2 separate regions of the Mus musculus genome follow, and region 2 is linked to region 1. Evidence: chromatin contacts called from public HiChIP or PLAC-seq data. All regions are on one chromosome and are shown on one strand. Each heading gives the region's core, a stretch centred on a gene start, on an enhancer-like site or on the middle of the called end of the contact. The rest is flanking DNA. Distances are from core to core; before and after follow the strand shown.

Region 1 (5,601 bases), core at 185-2,684:
CTTTCAGAAATAGGGTTGAGAGTCACAAAACACAGTCTCTCAGGTCTGTGTGCATGTTTTTGGCTGGTTTCTTCATTTGATACAGGGTCTCATTTTGTGGCTCCAGCTTGCCTGAAGCTCAGACCCATCTTGCCTCTACCCCCTAATGTTGATGCTCTTGTGCTGATCAGGTTTTTGTGGAATAAATCTTACTTTGAAGTTTGTTAATGATTTAAGGCTAGATGAAGAGTTAAATATTTGGAGCACACACCCCGCCAAGGATAGATTATATCCCTTTAATTCTTCATGCCAGGTGGCGTGATCAGAAGTCTCAACTTGGCGATGTTAAATATACTCACTTCTTGGTAGATTTCTTCACTATAAAGGCCTTGTTTGCTTTATAATTAATGAAATATCTGAGAAGTGGTATTTTAAGATGTGCAAATATTCTGTTCTCTGCCAACCTTTGCCAAGGTATCTCATTTAATGATGATGCCTGTCATGAATCACTCTGTCAATGTGCAAGATGATTTCTAATTCTGGGGTCCCATCTTTGCATTTCTTCTTTTCTAAATACCATGTGAATTCATAGATTCTTTTTTAAATGTAATGACTCATTTCTGACATTACTCTTTTTGTGCTTCACAAATTGTCATAGTTTAAGGACTCAGTCACCATTCAAGTGGGCTCCTATATACCCTGGAGAAATCCCATCATGGTTTTTCAGCACTTTATATTCTTTCTGCCTCAGACCTAGAGAGAGATATTTCTCCAACACGTAGTTGCTTTTGTTGAGAACTAGCACATAAAAATGTAGACGTCACTGAAAAGGGTATACTTTATTCTAAACCCATTACAGTATTAGAGATAAGAAAACAGTCTCATCGTTCATCCAAAGGTCACAGAGAGCTAAGTTCCTAGAATCTTAAAATCTCTTCCATAAAATAGTCTGTGTCTTAGATGTCTATAAACACCATGACCCAAAGGGACTTAGGAAGGAAGGAGTTTGTTTGGTTTATACATGATAGAAATGTTGGGAGATCATGTCTCTCACTGAGAGAAGCCAAGGAACTTGGGTGGGAACCTGGACACCTGATCCAAAGCAGAGACCACAGATTACTGGCTTATTCTCCATGGCTTGCTCAGTTTGTTTTGTTACATACTCCAGGATGACCTGCCTACAGTGGTACCTCCTACAGTGGGCTGGGGCATCCACATCCATCAGCCCATACAGGCCAATCTGATACAGACATTTTCTACACTGAGTTCCCCTCTCTTCAGGTGACTCTAGCTTGTGTCAACTTGGCAAAATCCATGTCAAATTGGAAAAAATCCAACTAACACAGGGTGGGAAGTATTTGTGTATGACCTTCACCCACTCACTGATACACCCATTTATGAATCACTCATAACTCTTATACAATATGTGTAACTATGTGTGAACAGTTGTCCTGCTTTACCATTTAGAGGTGAATGGCACAAATGAGCAAAGTCTATACCTGTGTAGTACAGATGTGGTCCTCCAACCCAGTGTGTTCAATCTGTTGCTGGGCTCTATTGATGCTGAAGCTATGAGTGGACTTTATTATCTGCTGTTCAGAGAGGAACCCCTACTTCTAGGCCAGTGTCACACACTCTTTCTCTTTCTGTCAATTTCATGGTTTTGCCCCTTCCTCCTGCCATGCAAATCATAGCTGTTAATAATACAAATAAACTTATGTACACCTTGACTGAAGAGGTACTATCTTAGTGCAATGATAGAATTTACCTTAGTAAAATTCAAAATATCTTTTTGTCTTTAGAACACATTCTATGAAGCAGTATATTCAGACAACCTGGTTCAAATGTTTAATTTCCTTTTTTTCCTTCCTTGATCATATAATTAATTTGGTTAATTACTTTGTGTTCTGATAAAAATTTCCTCTTTCTCTCTATATCTAGCAATTTACTTACAGAAGTAGGTTAAAACATTGCTCAAAATACATATATGGTATTTTCATTATTATTTTATTACTTATACGTTAGTGTGTGAGTTTATACACAAGAATGCAGTGCTCCCAGACTCAGAAGAAGGCATGTGATCTCATGTTACACCCTGACATGAGTGCTGAGAACCAAACTTAGGTCCTCTGGGAAAGAAGGACATGTTCTTAACCATGAAGCCAACCCCTCCCCACCCCTCCCCATCTCCCTCCCCACTCCACCCAGCCCAGCACATTTTTTTCACTTACTATATTAATGGAGCTCACTTTGCAACACTTCGTGGAAATCCTTCTTCTTTTTTCAATGGTAGAATCACATTTTTGTTGTTAGAGGTCTGCTTTCATATAAGATCCTAGCAGTTGGGTTGTCAAATCAAAGGTCAAAAATTAGTAAGGATTTGTTAGAAACTGCTAAATTCCTTGGCATGAAGGTGGAAACATGACTTCTGTTACCTGTGTTGGCTTGTGTTTTCTTCTTTTTACCTTCCTGGTGCTTGTGTTTTGAATTTTGGCTAATTCTATAGACACAATATCTCCAAAGTCAGGACTTTGCTTTGCCCAATCTACATTAGGAAATACTGAGATTTTTTTCTTTATGTGCAAACTGGAGAAAACTGCAAAAATAACAAAAACAACAACAAAGAAAGAGCTGATCAGGATGCATCAAAAGATTATAGGTGACAACCTGAAAGGTGTCCACATATCAGATTTGGGACAATGATCATAATCAATCTCTCTCTCTCTCTCTCTCTCTCTCTCTCTCTCTCTCTCTCTCTCTCTCTCTCTCTCCTCTCTCTCAGCATGTGCATGTGGGGGGAGGGTGTGGGGTGTATACCTGAGAATCAAACCTAAGTGAATCTAACATGTTAGGTAAGCACTTTACCACTGCCTCTAGTTCTTTTTCTGTTTGTTTGTTTTAAGATGTTACTAAAGTCTGCTAGACTTTGTATTATAACACTTCTGGCTCATCTTCCTGAGTATCTGGGATTCCTACTCATGCTAAACCTTGAACAATATAGGAATCCAAAGGAAAAATAAAAAGCAATATCCCTGATATCTCAATCCTTTTGAAAAAGTTCCTTAGTTTGTAAAAAATACTTAATAAGGAGAGGGAGTAAAGTGATTACAGACTACAGATATATATGTATATGTATATGTATATGTATATGTATATGTATATGTATATATATATATATATATAGATAGATATCCTCTCAGATAGTACTAATAATGTATATTTAATTTAGCATAGAAGTTTAAACTCACTTACATTTTTACATACTACCAATAAATGTAATCTAATCTCTGCCATATTGTTCTGTTACAGAAGTAGACAGTGCCTGACTCACAGTGCCTGACTCACAGTGTCTGACTGGGGGCTGGGAACCAAAGAGCGTATTCAAGTTTCACAGTGGTACACAAAAAGTTTGCGTGGAGTAGAAATGGTCCTTTACTTGTGAAGATCTTCTCCCAGTCTTCTAAGAAAGTGAAACACAACTCCTGGGCAGATGCACAGTCACAGGAGGAAGACCTGGTACTTACTGCACAGTGTGGTATTGTTAAGCCGTATTATTCAGTAGGCTTTGTGTATTCAATGCATTTGACTTAGGGTATTTGGAACATATGATGCACTTGCTGAGGAATAATCTCACCGTAGCATAACTCGTATTTAGGAACTGTTTTGGCTCTCACTTTGACCCACAAGAAAACTAGAGTGGGCTAGAAGCTTCACAGCTCTGACTTCATTTATCGTCTGCTTCTACTTTGGACCACATATTGAGATCTTCTTATAGGCATAGCAGTTGTTCAGAGAGAGGATAGAGATTGTAACACCTCATTCATCCCATTCCTCCTTCGTACCAAAGACACAAAGGTAAGTAACTGAGGCATTTTCCTATCAGTTTTCCACACCATCTTATTTCAGACACCCAAAAGGCATCTGAAGATCTCCAATTATCCTCACTCGGCAGTCACCTTAGATTCAATTCCAGGAATAGCAGAGCATCATTGAGGCTGCACCCTGGAAAATAAGAAGTCACCTCCTGAGGCCCAGCTTGTCTCCTGAAGCAGTTGTCACTATTACAAAGCTCTGTCTATCTGTCAGTTCGTCTGTCTATCTATCTATCTATCTATCTATCTATCTATCTATCTATCTATCTATCTATCTATCTACCTACCTACCTACCTACCTACCTACCTACCTACCTACCTACCTACCTACGTATCATCCATGCATGCACCAGGTGCCCTGGAAACAGACTTACTGGTGATTTCAAGCCACCTGGTGAGGGTTCTGGGAACCAAACCCAGGTCTCCTCTCAGAGCAAGAGCAATAAGTGCTCTTACCAGCCGACCATCTCTCCCGCCCTGAAATAATCGCTGCTTTGGACTATCTTGTAGCAGCCTCATTCCCAGGGCTGCTTAGTTACGCACATCTCTTCCACCTTAGTCTGGTTCTTCCGCATTTAGATGTAAAGCTCTTGTCTCTGCCAGAGAATGTGGGGTCAAATTGGCTCCTTTATCTCTGCACTATCATCAAATCACTGCCATTCTTTCTCTTTCCTCTTCTCTATACTTGGCATAGGATTCCCAGACGCTGGAGCAGGGATTCTGTCCTAAACTCTGGTTCTAGAGGCTTGAACAGCATCATCCATATTTCTTTTGAATTTGCTTTGTTTTTACTGGGTTGTGCTTTTCTTGCTCTATTAGGGCTGTTTATTTGGTTTTCAGAAGCTTTTGTATATTCTGGTGATTATTACAAAAAGTTTTACATACCCGGAGTTTTTTCTACACTTAGCCATCTCTGTTTGCCTTCTCATCTTTAGATAAATGTCCTCTGGCTCCTACCTGTGGTACAAATGATCTGTTTTCAGTTCTTTCCTTTCATTTGAAATGCACTGTTCCCACTTTGTCAGTACAGATACTGCTTACCTACTCCCCTTCCACCCTGCTTCTGACTTGAATCTACTATGATTTACTATGAAGTATGCACAATACCCATAATTAATCTTTCTCTCTGGAATGATTGGAGTCCATTTATGCCTGGTGACCTAGTGGAAGCTGCTGAGTGCCTTGTGCTCTGGGGTTCTATGATGGTCAGGCTGGGGACTCTCCGAGACGCTTGGTTGCATTTCTAAATGTTCTTTTAAGTTGGTTGGTTGGTTGGTCTGCTTGGTATGGAGACCCAGAATGCATTTTCCTTCAGCACATTATTTAAAATTTGGCACAGTTATTATATGTGATGGCCAGTGCCCCCTTTCTCACTCACTTTCTTTGGGTGTCCTGACACAGTATTTGAACGTTGTTGTGGTCAGACCATTCCTCATTGGTCCTGGTTAGTCTTTCAGTTGAGTCTACCCTCTCTTGGACACTTTTTTTGTTTAATTTTATATTTCCAAGTAGAATTCTTACCAGACACAATTTGATTTTTACATTTGTTCATACAGGGAGTGTGTGTGTGTGTGTGTGTGTGTGTGTGTGTGTGTGTGTGTACACTTTCATTTTCTTATGCTGGTAGCCCTGTTGGGAAATCCGTACTTCATTAGGGCCCTTGGAAGTGTAGAACCACTGCTTTTCTGGTTTTCTATTCTGTTCATATATATCCCTGCTATTTAAAAGCTGGTCCTCACCAATATCAATA
Region 2 (5,812 bases), core at 548-3,047, 100 kb before region 1:
CAAATCCATGCAATTCTGTCTCTTACATATGTGCTGAGATTTAGATCATCAGTTAACTCTGATTGTTCTATCTGGAATTCAGCAACTTTTAATAGCATGGATGCAGATGGTCACCCTGGCAATTAGCAAATCTCCCTGTCCCTGTCCCTGTCCCTGTCCCTCTCCCTCTCCCTCCTCTCTCTCCCCTTCCTCCCTCCCTCCCTCCCTGCCCCCTTACTCTGGAATCTATGGTTGAGAGGGGTGGTAAGAGGTCTGTCCAAAGGGACTGGCCAGTAGCCAGACTATACGGACTCTAGAGCCAAGCAAAATGCCTAGGTTTCTCTCTTTACAAAAATAATGCCAAGTAACAATGAGCATTTTCTTTAGAGAATTCTGAGCCTAAATTCCACCAATATTTTGTGCCCCACCCCCGACTATGTCCAGCACAATCTGATAGGAATCATAGACCAGGCCCTTGAAACAGATGTGTTAAACTAGCCAAATAAATAAATCAATAGAATGCATGCCTTTCTGCAGCATGTATCTGCTTTTCTCATCTACCTCTTGATCTGTAATGTATGGGCATTGTTATTTGAATTTGTTTGAAAGAAAAAAAATATAATCTATTTATACAATATGCAAAATCTATAAAATTTATGCTCCAAGGTGCTAGTAGATTTAAGCTTGCAGATATCCTTCAGACAGTTAAATCATCCTGAGATGGGTTAATCTCAGACACAGTCAACTAGTCTTTAGGAAGAATGACAAGGGATTGGAAGAGGAGAGGGATAGGATGTGAGGGCTTCGGACAGCTGCTTCTTTTAAGGTTAGGCAAACCATTTCATAAAGACCAATTTTTCTTTTTACAAGAAACTACTCTTTGGCCCCTCACCTGCAAAAGACAAGGTGGTTAGAGAAGTCTGAAGAAGGCCAGACACCATTCCCTGTTGTGTCTGAAGTCATGGTACTTTAACGCAGACTTGGTGGCATTTCATCTGACTTCCTCTGTGGTCCTTTTTATATTACTCTCCCCCTCTGCTCTGGTGACATACTTGGAAAGTTGGAAAACTCTCCTTGCTGAGGTAAATGAAGCCCTTGGAGATAAGGACACAGAAACGAATGACCGAATGGCCGCTCCCTTGGAACCCACACTTATCCGTTCTCTAGTACTGTAGATATTCATAGAAATATCTTTCCATGCTCTAAGCAGGGATTTCACCCTCCTGTGATGTTGCTGCTGAGTATCAGAATGGCTGATCTCCCAAGTCAACAGGCGACAGACTTTTGGCTTTGGCTTTTGTAAGAGTGAATGATACTTAACTGTCCTGTGTGACAGCTTCTCCGGGGAGCAGAATGCGCAAAATAAACAGTTACTGAAAAGCATAAAGAATTAGTGAAGTGAAAATCTCGATATTTGTTTTGAAATTGAGACAGGAGTGACCTTAAAATGCTCAGTCCTGGGCGTTTAGCGCCGGGATGAATGAATCTTTGCCCATACTTCCCTCTCATTATCCTGTAAATCTTAGACTTTCCAGAGTAACGGGAAATTAATTCAAATGCAGCCCGGCGGAATAAAAAGGATAGAAATCAAGACTCCGGAGGCACTCTCCTCTCAGCCCTTTGGGGAGAGGACTTCACTGGCCCGACCCTGGAGTTTACAGCAGGGAGAACAGGGAGGCGCTAGGACCTGGGTGGCTCCTGGCTGAGGCCCCGCTCGTGAGGGCGGAGGAGTAGAGGAGGAGGGAGATGTGGGAAAGGAGGGGTGCTCCGGGGGGCGGGGGAGTCATTTATGCGGAGCGGGCGCCGCTGCCGTCGCCACTCACAGTCCCGGCGCGCTGCTCGGAGCCGGAGGGAGCGCAGCGAGAGGGCGAGCGAGCGAGCGAGCGCTTGGAGCCGGGTTCAGCAGAGGGGGCGCCCGGCCGCTGCTTGCGCTCCGGCCGGTCGTTTCCACGGAGCTCCAGGGCCGGAGAGGAGCAAGAGGCAAACGAAGAGTCCAAGAGCAAAGCCGGGAGAGCCCGCGGCGGAGGCTCCAGTCCCACTCCGCCGCCTCCCGTGCAAGCCGGGGAGCGATCGCTCAACGCCCCGCCGGCCCAGAGCCCGTCACCCCGTCCCCTCTGCCCCAGGCATGGTCTAAGAGCCTGAGAGGGGCTAGCTGTTCTGCTCTGCTCCCGGGCTCTCAGCCTCCTACCGACCGCTCCCGGCTGCGCGCCCCGCCGGCCCAGGCCGGAGAAGTTAGTTGTGCGCGCTGCTTAGCGCGCGAGCCAGCGGGCGGGCGAAGGCGGCGAAGCGTCGGGACCATGGACTGGGACTGGGGGAACCGCTGCAGCCGCCCGGGACGGCGGGACCTGCTGTGCGTGCTGGCACTGCTCGCCGGCTGTCTGCTCCCGGTATGCCGGACGCGCGTCTACACCAACCACTGGGCAGTGAAGATCGCCGGCGGCTTCGCGGAGGCAGATCGCATAGCCAGCAAGTACGGATTCATCAACGTAGGACAGGTAACCAACCCCCGGTGACACAGGCTCTGCACCCAGAAGCTAGTCGTTTGGGGGCTTCTTGTCCCCTCCGCTTCGACCCCTCCCCCTTTTCCAGATGTGCTTCTGCAGCTGTGGCCCGAACTCTAGGGCGATGCTCTCTCCAACGCGCTCGTTGCACAGTCACACACATGCCCCGAAGTTGCTGGGATCTCTGTTTAATTTGTTTTTACAAGCAATGAGGGACAGGTAGGGTCTGTGGAAAATATGGAGTGCCCTTGGACAGGTTGAGACTCGCCTGGACCTTTGGACCTGGGAAGTCCAGAAGCGCTATTTAGCTTGAGGAAATAGCCCTGCGAGTGGCTGTGGCAGGGAAGGTTGAGACTTTTGGAGGCCAAGGAGTGAGAACGCCCCTGGTTCTAACTGGGAGAGAAAAGCCTGGATTAACCTCCTGGGCCACAGAATTGCTGTGCTCTGGAGGGCTTTGAGTGCGGCGTCTGGAAGGGAGGTGGTGGGGAGAGAGGAAGGGGGCGGGACACTGGGAGGGAAGCACGGATTTAGGGGGGTCCTGGCTGCTGCCTCTCTTGGCCAGGATCCAAATGTGGGCCCCCGGAGCTGGGTGGGGAGGAACCTGGGAGACATTGAAAGCGGCTGAAATGTTCTGCTCCGGGAACTTGGGAATCTTCTACTGGCGTGGAACCTGGGGTACCCGGTTGTGGCGTGTGGCAGGAATGCTTTGCTGAGGTGCCTTTGGTGGGTTTTCGTTCGATTTGCCATGCTGAGGGAAATGCCAATACATTTTATGGGACCCTTGGCAGCGCCACCGATTTGTATTCTGGCTTAAATGGCCTGGATTTCAATGTCCTCTTCCCCATGTCCCTACCAAAAACTGGACTGGAGAGGGCTCCGTTAAATGCCCCTCCTAAGGACCTCACAACTTCTTTGGAACTGATCCAGGGAGGGAGCCCTGCCGCGGCTCTGACGCGACTAGAATTGAAAGTAAAGCCAAGGTGGGAGGGCCCTAGGGGCGTTTGGGGGCGTTCACACGGTGCTTCAAGGCTGCGGGACAGGAAGGTGCCCACTAATACTGCTGAAGCACGAGGGCACAGATGGTTTCTGAGAACCGTTTCCTTAGAACTCCACACCTACGATGGCGGGATGGTTGGACAGCCCTCGCTCTGTCCACTGGGGGGAAGTGGTCAGGAGCAGAGCTGCTGTGCCTGCTTCTAGAAACAAGCTGGGGAGCAGCTGTGAGAGTTCAGAGGACAAGAGGGCTGGCAAGGTCTTGCTCTTTACCCTGCCTCCTGTAGGGAGGATGTATTCCAGAGAAGCCAGTTCCGTGGAGGACTGAGACCAGGGCAAGGCATAGCTTATGTTCTATTCCCCACCCTTTCTTTCCCTTGGTCCCCTAAAGAATTCAGATTTTGTTGCCAGAGTGCCCATCACCTGCAGGAGAACTGCCTCTTGGAGTTCTATTGACCTCTTCTGTGAAAGATACCCTGAGTCCATTCTGGTCTTTTCACAGTTGAGCCCTGAATGTCCCTCAGTGGTGGTAAGGGGAAAAGAACATATCTCTGATCTTTCACGAGACATTTTCAATTCAGCCAACATTAAGCATCTTCTATGCCAGTTGTATTAGGGAGGCTAAGTTCTCAAAATCACACTGATTTCTTAATTTCAGAAACAACATTGACAAACAAGAGATTAGGAGCTTGGGACAGGAGGCTGATCCCCACATACAAAGCCACAGTAGGGACCTAAGATTGTGATTCAGGCTGGCTCTTCTGTGCATCTTGCCAATTAGAGAATACTTCCACCCAATGTGCAGAAGGAACAAGTAAAATTCCCATACTCCTGAATAATGATTGGGTAGCTCAGTACACTGGAAGCAAATATCCAGTCATGGCTCACTAATATTTAGTTTAAAAGGACCTGGACTTGGAAATACTAGGATGCTTCTAACTTGAAGGGTAGAGAGACTCCTGTCCTCCTGGACTCAGAATAGAGCTTAGAGTTCAGAATCCCACAGCCTCTAGTTAGAGGGGAGAGAGAACTCCTCTCTCATCCATTTTAAACATGTAAACATGTTAGTATCCTATAGCCTCTACAGACTTTTTACAAGTGCCTTTATAGTGAGGGTCTACAGCTTTTCATGTTAAGAAGAATACTAAGAAAGTTTATATATACGTAACATGAAAAAACTATTTGATGTAGTTTTTTACAACCCTGATGTGGAAATACAGCCATCCCAGTAGTTACAGAGGACCGCTGAATTGATGCAATCACTAATGTAAAAAGATCTGCTATTGTACAGTGTAAAACATTTCCCTGTGGATCAAAGGGGTATGAGCTTTGGTTGAGACTTAGGCGTGGTAAATTGAGTTCTTGTGTGTAAGATCCTGGCACTGTAAGGGCAGAAGGTATTTCTTATCTTCTTCATCCTTTACTGCACTGACCTTTTAACACTTTCCACATCCTTTTGTTATTCTTTCTAGCCAGCAATAAACCAGATGTGGTTCGGCTTAGGGCAGTAAATAATTTGCAAATGTCTCTGGAATGTTTTCACATTTTTACCCAGTTGTGCTGAGGATTGGGGGTGTTATCACATGTGTCACAAGTTAGAACACACACACACACACACACACACACACACGTGTGTGTGTGTGTGTGTGTGTGTCTGTCTGTCTGTCTGTCTGTCTATCTGTCTTCACTATGATAGTCTAGTGAGTAAGGTAGTACATTTTCACCACACTGAAGCTACAATGTTGACTGTCTACTTAGAATATCAATGCAGTGCTTTATGTAGTATGTTAGCAATTAAAGTTAAGATTTCTGGCCTGGAGATTTCTGCAGAAAAGCCTAGGAGGTTCTCTTTCCTGTTCAGGGAAGGCAGGATGTTCCGAGTAACAGGAGAAGCAAGCAAACAGACAAACACAAAGGGTTTCTGGGAGGAATCAGCGATGAGGACTCTCTTGCTTGTGGTTATGGAGACAGCATTATCCTTCCCTGGTTTTCATAACATGCTTCCATTTTGTGAATGATCTATGCTATAAAATTCTGACGTGATGCCTAGCCCTAACCATTGTTAGTGGTTGCTAGTTTGTCAGACAGAGTACATCAAGTTTTGTTTTCTATGTCAGCTCTATGATGCCTGCATTCGACAAGCTGAGCTCCTACTAGAAACCCCCGGAGTATCTAGAAATGCCAGCTGCTATGACAGTGGTTCTCAATTTGTGGATCACAAACCCTTTTGGGAGAGTCCAGTCATCCTTTCACAGGGGTTGCTTACGACCATTAGAAGTGTCAGACATTTACATTATGATTCATAACAGTAGCAGAATTTTATTTAAGAAGGAACAATG

What was found. HiChIP or PLAC-seq counts read pairs in DNA pulled down with a chosen protein or histone mark.
Region 2: a contact with region 1 is called in an H3K4me3 HiChIP or PLAC-seq map of intestinal villus epithelium, with 10 read pairs. The contact joins the promoter of Pcsk5 here to the enhancer-like site in region 1. A contact is called at or near these places in 4 of 39 promoter capture datasets (hippocampal neurons, liver, neutrophils and 1 more), 3 of 484 Hi-C or Micro-C datasets (cortical neurons and nephron progenitors) and 1 of 115 datasets of contacts at active chromatin or transcription factors (intestinal villus epithelium).

What each region holds. Positions count from the first base shown.
Region 1 is chr19:17,728,709-17,734,309 of GRCm38.p6, reverse strand. All of the region lies in intron 3 of Pcsk5 (proprotein convertase subtilisin/kexin type 5), which reads left to right. Among named protein-coding and RNA genes, the nearest start is that of Pcsk5, 110 kb to the left of the region's middle. Within about 2 kb of position 1,434, at least 3 of the 459 cell types and tissues checked have an H3K27ac peak or open chromatin away from gene starts, as enhancers often do. A contact at or near this core is called in intestinal villus epithelium, where this site is marked.
Region 2 is chr19:17,833,617-17,839,428 of GRCm38.p6, reverse strand. It overlaps Pcsk5 (proprotein convertase subtilisin/kexin type 5), which reads left to right and starts at 1,797. Exons shown (of 38, transcript NM_001190483.2): 1 at 1,797-2,474. The coding sequence starts at 2,277.